2 separate regions of the Anas platyrhynchos genome follow, and region 2 is linked to region 1. The links are chromatin contacts, called in public Hi-C maps. All regions are on one chromosome and are shown on one strand. Each heading gives the region's core, a stretch centred on a gene start, on an enhancer-like site or on the middle of the called end of the contact. The rest is flanking DNA. Distances are from core to core; before and after follow the strand shown. Region 1 overlaps KCTD19 (potassium channel tetramerization domain containing 19). Region 2 holds the start of ATP6V0D1 (ATPase H+ transporting V0 subunit d1).

Region 1 (4,202 bases), core at 1,019-3,518:
TTAGGTATATGTGGTATTTTATTAGTGCTTTTATTGGAATTGCTGGCAGTGTACAAAGATAGCAATGGTTCAGTCACCAGAGCCTGAAAAAAAAAGAAACCTTAAATGTTTTACAAGGGTTTCAGATGTAGGGTCTAACAACAGATCCATACTACTAGTGTGAATTGAGCTGAATAAAGTCCACTATAACCAGTGAGATCACTGGGCACAGACCAAGTTACAGAAACCTGTAATTTAGCACAAAGGCTGAGTTTATGTTAAACCCAGAAGTTTCCACAGCCGTGTGTAGGAGTTAAAAATGTTTGATAGCCAAGATACTAAATGCAAGCTCAGGAAACCTCAGTGGAAAGTCCCAGTCCAAGACTTCTCCCGTCACCCTAAAAAGGATGTGATTTACCCTGTACCACTTCCACAGTGGGCAACATTGTGAGTTTTCACAGAATTGCTGGCAAAGCAGAATGTATTAATAATGATTGTGGATGTTTTTGTTACTATAGCAGTGCAAGCTGGATTATTTTTTCCTATTAAAAAAAAAAAAAAAAAAAACCTCTTTCATATCCCTTGAAAGAATGCCGGACTAAATTATGCTTGGGTTTTGTTAAGCAATGTGTAATGGTTACTTTTTCTGAATTTTCCCTGTGAAAGAGGGGAGTAGAGAAAACCTGTAATATTATACTTCAGATTGTAAATTATTTGATGAAAAAGTTGCCATTTTCTGTCTATTGGCATTTCACTTTTCCTGGCAAAACCTCATGACAGAATGAAGACAAAAAAAAGCGCATAACTTAAACGAGATGACAATTTTGTGGTCACGCTTACAAAAGAACAAATGTGTTTATTCCAGTACTTCTGCATGGGCTGTGCTATAAAACTCAGCTTGTATTCATTCACAGAAACAATGGACAGCAAACAAACCCCTGTTCTTCTGGAAGATCACAGAAATGTAGGGCTGATTCTTAAAGTTGAACATCCTCCAGTTTTAGGCAGTGATGGCTTTCATACGTGCAATGAAGAGAGTGTTGTTTACAGCATTCTGCTGGATGGCACCCAGCTGGGTAATTCAAGCACTCAAGCACTACCCAAAGGTAAGAAAGGATGTTCAAAAGGTAAGAAAAATGATGTTGCTGCAGAGTTTTTAGTATTATCTCTGTCGTGATTCGTTGCCAGTTCTGACTGTCTGAGTACCTAGGGTTATTGCAGCTTAACTACTGCTAAGACTTAATTCTTCAAAGCAGCAGGACAGCAGCTGCCTAACCTTGCAGGTGTCTTAAATAGTTCCCAGTGAAGCTCTTTAATGCATTGAATTTTTTAGAGAGCTACAGAACTGGAAAGAATCGGGGAGAAAAAAAAAAAAAGGAGGAAAACCAGTAAACTCATTATCTGGGTGGTTACAGATTGTTCAAGGATATGCAAGAGTGAAAGGCAGCTTCCTAGTCCATTGCATACTTGTTTATTGATGTGAAATATGTATTTTATATATATAAAATACATAATATACACACACACTTTTTTTTTTTTTTTTTAATATTGTAGCAGAATAGTGCAGTGGCCCTTCCCTGGTGCTGTGTCAGATCCCAGGTACTGATCCCAGCTGTCTCCTGCATTGCTGGGAGAAGGGCTAGACCTTAGGCTTTGGAGATGGGCAGGCACGAGAGCACTGCTGTGTCCTGTCTGGGAAGGTGATTGTGGTGCTGTGGGGGCCCAGTTCCAGCTGAGACTTCTTGGAGTGTGAGCATGAGTCTTTCTGGTGGGCAGAGTGAACCCCTGTGATCACCTTGTGGCTCACATGTGCGTATGTAAGCCAATAATGTGTGTGTATAAACACACATGCATTTAAATGTAGCTGAAAAGAAATGAAACAAAGCCCAAGGTGAATGTCCTGAAATCTATATTCAGTGTTCGTTTGGGCAAACCCTTAAGTTGAGCTCAGGTTTGAAAACTGGCCGTTTCTATTGCATTAAAACCTTGGACAGGAAAGGCGTTAAAGAAGCCAAAGGTTGGATGACTGAAATGTTGAATGCTGTAACCACATCCTTTTTTGTGTTCTTTGAACTGTTTCTTGTAGATATCGTTTTTCTTCGCTTTTCTCTCTCGCGTGAGGAGATATTCTATGCCAGGAAGTGCCACTTTTTCCTGACTGATGTCATCCTGGACTCCATAAGGCAGAAGGATCCCAAGGAAATCACAGCCAAGATCATGACCCTTGTGAACAGGCTTTGGGTAGGTACAAGGTCATGGCAATTTGGCTGAGTTGTGGTTTCTCAGCTTCCCCAGGCCACCGATGGGTGGCAGGGCATAAAAACTTGGGCTCTTCAACAGAGTGAGATGGAGCATTTAGCAGCTTGCCTGCTGAGAAGTTTCAACAAGGGTAATTAATTCTCCTTATTAAGCAAGAGCCCCTACTTGCTGGAATGACGATGTCACGTTCTGTGTTTTAGACCCAGCAGCTCACACCCAAGGAGTTTGTCGCTGATTTACTGAACACGGAGCATTTTAAACGGGACAGGAAGATTCGTGAAGAGCTACTGCAGTGGGTGGAAGTAAGTAGCATTCGCCACCAGGTGATGCTGTAGGGCTGAGAGTTTTTGTGCACGTGTGAGTGTGTGTTGGGGGGGTGTTTTTTTTATTTTTATTATTACTGTTGGCATTCAGCTTAAGCTGGTTCTCTCGTCCCAGCTGCTTGCAAATGAATTACGGGGAATAATGTGTTGCAAAATGATTCTCCCAGCACGTTAATTGACTAGTGTAATATATAGCCTTAATAAAAGTTTAAAACTGTGCTGCTAATTTATAAGTTTGTCCACAAAAAGTAGGTGGAAGACTTCTAGGATGTTTAAGAAATATGCAGCAAGGAATCAGCGATGCTGCTGTTCTGCAGTCAGCAGGGGATTTAACGGTGACCTTGTTTTTGTGCCTTTTCAGTTTACCTTGCCATTTGCGTGGAAGTACAGCCGCTGCCTCGATTTACTGATAGAGAGAGGGCTTGCTAGATCCGTCTCATACTTTGCCTTGGAAATGTAAGTTTACAGACTCTTAATAAAGTTTTTTGAAATGTTTTCATTGTGGTGTGTGAGAGGGATAAACATCTCATCTGAGCTTTTTTGGTTTTTTTGAACAGTACCTTCATTTAGTTAAGAATTTTCAGAATAGGAAAGAGGTGTGCCTTTTGTCAGCTGTCAGCTTTAGGGAGCAAAGTAGCTGTCTTATGTGCTACCACTTACTGGTCATGAGTTAGGTTTATTTACCAGAAAAAAAAAAAAAAAGAAAAGAAAAAAAAACACCACCTACTGTTGCTGTGTTTTGGTCTGCCTAGATGGCCATGCACGTTTTCCGTGACACTGCTCCCCTAACTCCTGCCTGGGGATGCAGAGAAGCTCTCACTCAGGTGACTCCCTGGAACCCTGAATTAGAAAATGCTGGGACAGGAGCTGGGTAAAAGCTTACCCCTGCCCTGTGGCTTTAGTTACTGAAAATGAGTAAGAGAACCCACTCTTTCTGCTAACACCTTTGTTATTATCTGTTTATATATATATATATATAATATATAATTTTTGGGGGTGGGGAGAGGTGGGGGAAATAATAACCTCAGTTCTCCAGCAGTTACTTCGTGTTTCCTTTTAAGCACTTTGTGCAGACACAGCGCTTTGCTATTCCTGCTCTAAAATCTCTGCAGTTCTGCAGAGCAGAGCTGACGCTGTTCTCACCCTGTGAACTAGAGCAAGTAAACATCACTTCCATCCATCTAACAACTCGGTAAGGAAACGTTATTTCAATCTTACACCAGCATTTTGAGAGGGCATTTAGATGCCCTGGGGACAACTGCTTTTCTCAAGGCACACCTCTTTCCTCTTCTGCAGCCCAGGTTCCCACACTGAAATCAACATACCATGCAAACAAGATTCATATAAAGAAAATAACCTTTATTAGACAAATCAATCAAACCCTGAAAAAACAGCATCAGGTAAACATTAAAGTTTTTTTTTTTTTCCAGCAATGTAAAAACCTTTTGAGAAATTCAGAAAATTTCATGTTCCTTTTGTCGCATTAGTAACTTCTTTCCCTCTTGTGACATGAGCTATTACTGTCTTGGCAGCCCAAAATCTTGCATTAACTTACTTATTTTAAAATAGTAACTTCTAAAATCTTCCCTGTGCAACTGTTTCCCACACAATTTTGTACAAAGGTGTCAACTGTGCTCTATT
Region 2 (4,210 bases), core at 934-3,433, 170 kb after region 1:
TGAAAATAAGCTTCTGCCCTACATAAAGGTATTACAGATACTTTTAAGGTACACAAAGGCTGAAGCAAGCGAGAGCATTCTGTTCCCATTCTGTTCTCTAACGCCTGGGTGAGCAGCTCCAGGTACACACAACCAAAGTCCACCTGCCAAGGACCCTCCCAGGTGCTGAGCTTGCATCTGAATCGCTCAGCAGTGACCGAGACAGAGCTGACACTTCAGAGAGTACCCCGAGCTGGAAGGGACCCACCAGGGCCACCGAGTGCAGTTCCTTGCACCACACAGATCCACCCAGCAATTCAGACCATATGACTGAGAGCACAGTCCAAAGGGTTCTCCAACTCCAGTGGGCTCGGTGCTGTGACTGTGTCCCTGAGCAGCCTGTTCCAGTGTGCGACCACCCTCTTGGTGAAGAACCTCTTCCTGATGTCCAGCCTGAACCTCCCCTGTTGCATCTTGACTCCATTCCCTCAGGTCCTATCGCTGGTCACTAAAGAAAACCGATCGGCGCCTGCCCCTCCACTTCCCTTCGCGAGGAAGTTGTAGACCATGATGAGGTCTCCCCTCAGCCTCCTCTTTTCCAGGCTGAACAGACCAAGTGACTTCATCCGCTCCTCATATATCTTCCCCTCTAGGCCCTTCACCATCTTTGCAGCCCTCCTCTGGACACTCTCCAACAGTTTCACGTCCTTTTTGTGCTGTGGTGCCCAGAACTGCACACAGTGCTCGACGTGAGGCTGCACCAGAGGGACAATCCCTTCCCTCATCCAACTGGCGATGCCATGCTTGGTGCACCCCAGGGTACATTTGGCCCTCCTGGCTGCCAGGGCACACTGCTGCCTCACCTTCAGCTCGCCAGCAGTTCCCTGGCATTTTCAGAAGTTTAGCAAATCCAACCATTGCTGTGCCACTGACACCTAAAGACACGCGTGTCTCCGACCCGTTTCACTAGGGAGCAGGTGTTGGTGTTTGTGGGTTACAGGCAGATCCTCCTGGCACCTAGGATGGAACGATGGCACAGAGAGCAGCGCGGCACCAACCAGCTGGGGTGGGATGGCCACAACCAAGCGGTGCAGTCGGTACACCAGAAGGAAGGGATGGCATCGAAAAGGACCTGGACAAGCTGGAGAATTGGGCCCACATAAACCTAACGAGGTTCAACAAGGCCAAGTGCAAGGTGCTGCACCTGGGTGGGGGCAATCCCAGACGTGAGGACAGGCTGGGGAGAAGAACTCACTGAGAGCAGCCCTGCAGAGACGGACTTGGGGGTTCTGGTGGACGAAAAGCTCGCTGTGAGGCAGCAGTGTGTGCTCGCAGCCCAGAAAGCCAACTGCATCCTGGGCTGCATTAAAAAAGGGGTGGGCAGCAGGGCAGGGAGGGGATTGTCCCCCTCTGCTCTGCCCTTGTGAGACCCCACCTGGAGTGCTGCGTGCTCGATGACTCGATAATCCCGAGGTCTCTTCCAACCTCGACAATTCCGTGATTCTGTCCAGGGCTGGAGCCCCCAGCACGAGGAGGACGTGGGGCTGTGGGAGCAGGTCCAGAGCAGGGACTCGAAGGTGCCTAAGGGGCTGGAGCAGCTCTGCCGTGATGGAAGGCTGAGGGAGATGGGGGTGTTCAGCCTGGGGAAGAGGAGGCTGTGGGGACACCTCACGGAGAGCGTATAAAAGGGCTGGAGAGGGACAATTTGCTTGGGCAGATGACGAGGACGAGGGGGAGCGGGCTTGGGCTGAAAGAGGGGAGATTTAGGTCGGATATGAGGAGGAAATCCTTCCCTCTGAGGGCAGGGAGGCCCTGAAGCAGGTCACCCAGACAGGCTGGGGGTGCTGAAGGCAAGGTTAGACGAGGCTTGGAGCACAAAAAACTTAAAAATATACATCTAAAAACGTCATAAACAAATAAATAAGCAAACACACGACAAGGACCCGACCCCCCACCCCCCCAATAGCTCACCCTCCAGGCTCTCGCACTGCACCAGGTTCACGTAGTCGCCGTGCCGCAGCACGCCCGCCTTGAAGCCTCGCACCAGCCCCTCCAGGTAGCCGTTGTCCACGTTGAAGTGGAGCTCGGGGCAACACGACATCATGGCGGCAGCGCCTCCTTTCCTCTCTTCGCCTTCCTTTTCCCTTCCCTTCCCTCCCCTTCCCCTTCCCCCGGCCGCTCGCCTGACGCCGGCCGCAGCCCCGCCCGCTTCACCGGCCCGGCGGGCCCTGCGCGGGGAGGGAGGGGTTCGGGCGGAGGGGAGGGGATTTGGGGTGGTTTTGGGGGAATTTTGAAAAAGGGAGGGAGGGAGGGGTTAGGGAAGGTTGGGGGAGGAGGCTGAAAGGGTTTTAGGGGGAGTTTTAAGAGGAGACTCAGGGGGTGTGAGGGGGATCATGAGGGGGTCTTAGGAGGAGGCTGAGGGAACGCTGAGGGGAAGCCTGAGGGGGAGTCAGAGAGGAGGCTGAGGGGGTCTTAGGGGGAGTATTTAGGGGAGACTGAGGGGAATTGGAGTCGTAGAGGGGAAACTGAGGGGTAATTGGAGTCTTAGAGGGGAGTCTGGGGGGATTCTGAGGGGATCTTAGGGGGAGTCCTAAGGGGGAGCCTGAGGGAGAGGCTGAGGAGTCTTAAAGAGAATCCTGAGGGGACCCTGGGGGAGTCTGAGGGGGGTCACAGAGGAGCCTGAGGGGGTTTTAGGGGGAATATTAAAGGGACACTGAGGGGAATTGGAGTCTTAGAGGGGAGTCTGAGGGGATTCTGAGTAGATCTTAGGGGGAGTCCTAAGGGAGAGGCTGAGGGGGGTCAGAGAGAGTCTTAGGGGAGGGTCTGAGGGGAGCCTGAGGGGGATTCTGAAGGGATCTTAGGGGAAGGCTGAGGGGACTCTGAGAGGAGTCTGGGGGAGACTGAGGCTGATGGGGAGTCAGAGAGGAGCCTGAGGGGGTCTTAGGGGGAGTATTAAGGGGAGACTGAGGGGTAATTGGAGTCTTAGAGGGGAGTCTGGGGGGATTCTGAGGGGATCTTAGGGGGAGTCCTAAGGGGGAGCCTGAGGGGACCCAGGGGGAAGCCTGAGGCACCCTGTGGGGAATCTAAGGGGATCCTCAGCCCCCCACCCCAGTACAGCCCCACACATCACACCGGAGCCCCCCCGGTGGGGAGGCACTTCCCATCGGGAAGTGTTTCTGTGCAATGCCGGTGGCTGAGCGCAGGCACAGGTCACCCAGAGTGGCCACGGGGTCTCCATCATCAGAGGTCTCCAAACCCACCTGGGCTTGGCACTGGGTGGCCCTGCTGGAGCAGGGTAGCACCGGGTGACACCAGGAGGTCCCTGCCCACCCCTGTCACCCCGAGCAGGACACCAGCCCCAGTCTCGCTCAGTGATGGGTTTGCTATCGGCTGCTTTATTGGAGCTGCAGAGGAAGAGGCTTGTGGGGAGAGGCCCGTAGCGGCCCTGAGGGGCGAGGAGCGGGCAGCCCGGCGGCACTAGTTCTTGCCACAGGGGAAATTGGTGCTGATCTTCCTGCAGTAGCAGAAAGCGTTGAAGAAGCGGCAGTAGCAGGTGGCGCAGGGGTCGCAGCAGGGGATCTGGTGGCCCAGGCAGGACTCCAGGAGGCGGACACAGCGGCGTGGAGAGCGTTCTTCTCGACCCGGAGCCTGCAGGGCTGTGGATGATGCCTGCCAGAGAGATGAGGAGGGAGAGGGTTTGTGGTCTGCCGGCTGGTGAGGAAGAATCATTTTGGAGAGAGCCAGGAGCCCAAGGCAGCTCCATCTCAAACGAAATGAGGCTTGCCAAAACCAGAGATATCCAGGAGAAGACACTCAGGACTTTGTGCTGAACCCTTTTTTCACTTCAGCAGTTGATCCATGACCCCCTTGGGTCGGGGGTAGCAGGAGCAGGTCCCGCTCGGACCCTCCAAGGGGAAGGACGGGTCCATGTGTTGCTCCAAAAGGATCTGAAGGTCCTCAGCAGTGGATTCCCTGCTCCCATTCCCTCTGGCTGGAGGTGTCCTCACAGTCCCCGCTGATTTTTACAGAACAATCGGTCTGGCTTGAGACATTTCAGAAGAGGATGTTTCACACCCATTTTTCATTACGGAAACGCGTGGTGGGAAGTTTCAGTTCCCACACTTTCTTAGGAAATTAGGCCGGGAAACCTCGCCTGCCTCCAGAACTTCCTCCAGCCACTTCCCCTCCCAGCCCCTGCAGCAGCGTCCCTGGAAGGCTGACCCCAAAGGAA

What was found. A called contact is a pair of places that touch in the nucleus more often than the background predicts.
Region 2: a contact with region 1 is called in a Hi-C map of F5 follicle, with 2.4 times the contacts expected there. The contact joins the promoter of ATP6V0D1 here to the enhancer-like site in region 1. A contact is called at or near these places in 4 of 8 Hi-C or Micro-C datasets (F5 follicle, liver, skeletal muscle and 1 more).

What each region holds. Positions count from the first base shown.
Region 1 is chr12:12,257,738-12,261,939 of IASCAAS_PekinDuck_T2T, forward strand. KCTD19 (potassium channel tetramerization domain containing 19) reads left to right here. Exons shown (of 19, transcript XR_011812313.1): 14 at 894-1,085; 15 at 2,066-2,220; 16 at 2,439-2,540; 17 at 2,923-3,017; 18 at 3,623-3,753; 19 at 3,858-3,985. It overlaps PLEKHG4 (pleckstrin homology and RhoGEF domain containing G4), which reads right to left. Exons shown (of 23, transcript XM_038185463.2): 23 at 3,900-4,202. Among named protein-coding and RNA genes, the nearest start is that of LRRC36, 18 kb to the left of the region's middle. Within about 2 kb of position 2,269, at least 5 of the 8 cell types and tissues checked have an H3K27ac peak or open chromatin away from gene starts, as enhancers often do. A contact at or near this core is called in F5 follicle and subcutaneous adipose tissue, where this site is marked.
Region 2 is chr12:12,428,086-12,432,295 of IASCAAS_PekinDuck_T2T, forward strand. It overlaps ATP6V0D1 (ATPase H+ transporting V0 subunit d1), which reads right to left and starts at 2,184. Exons shown (of 8, transcript XM_038185364.2): 1 at 1,951-2,184. The coding sequence starts at 2,083. AGRP (agouti related neuropeptide) reads right to left here. Exons shown (of 4, transcript XM_005025673.6): 4 at 3,355-3,648. The coding sequence ends at 3,457. It overlaps LOC106018992 (a long non-coding RNA gene), which reads right to left and starts at 102. Exons shown (of 3, transcript XR_011812167.1): 1 at 1-102.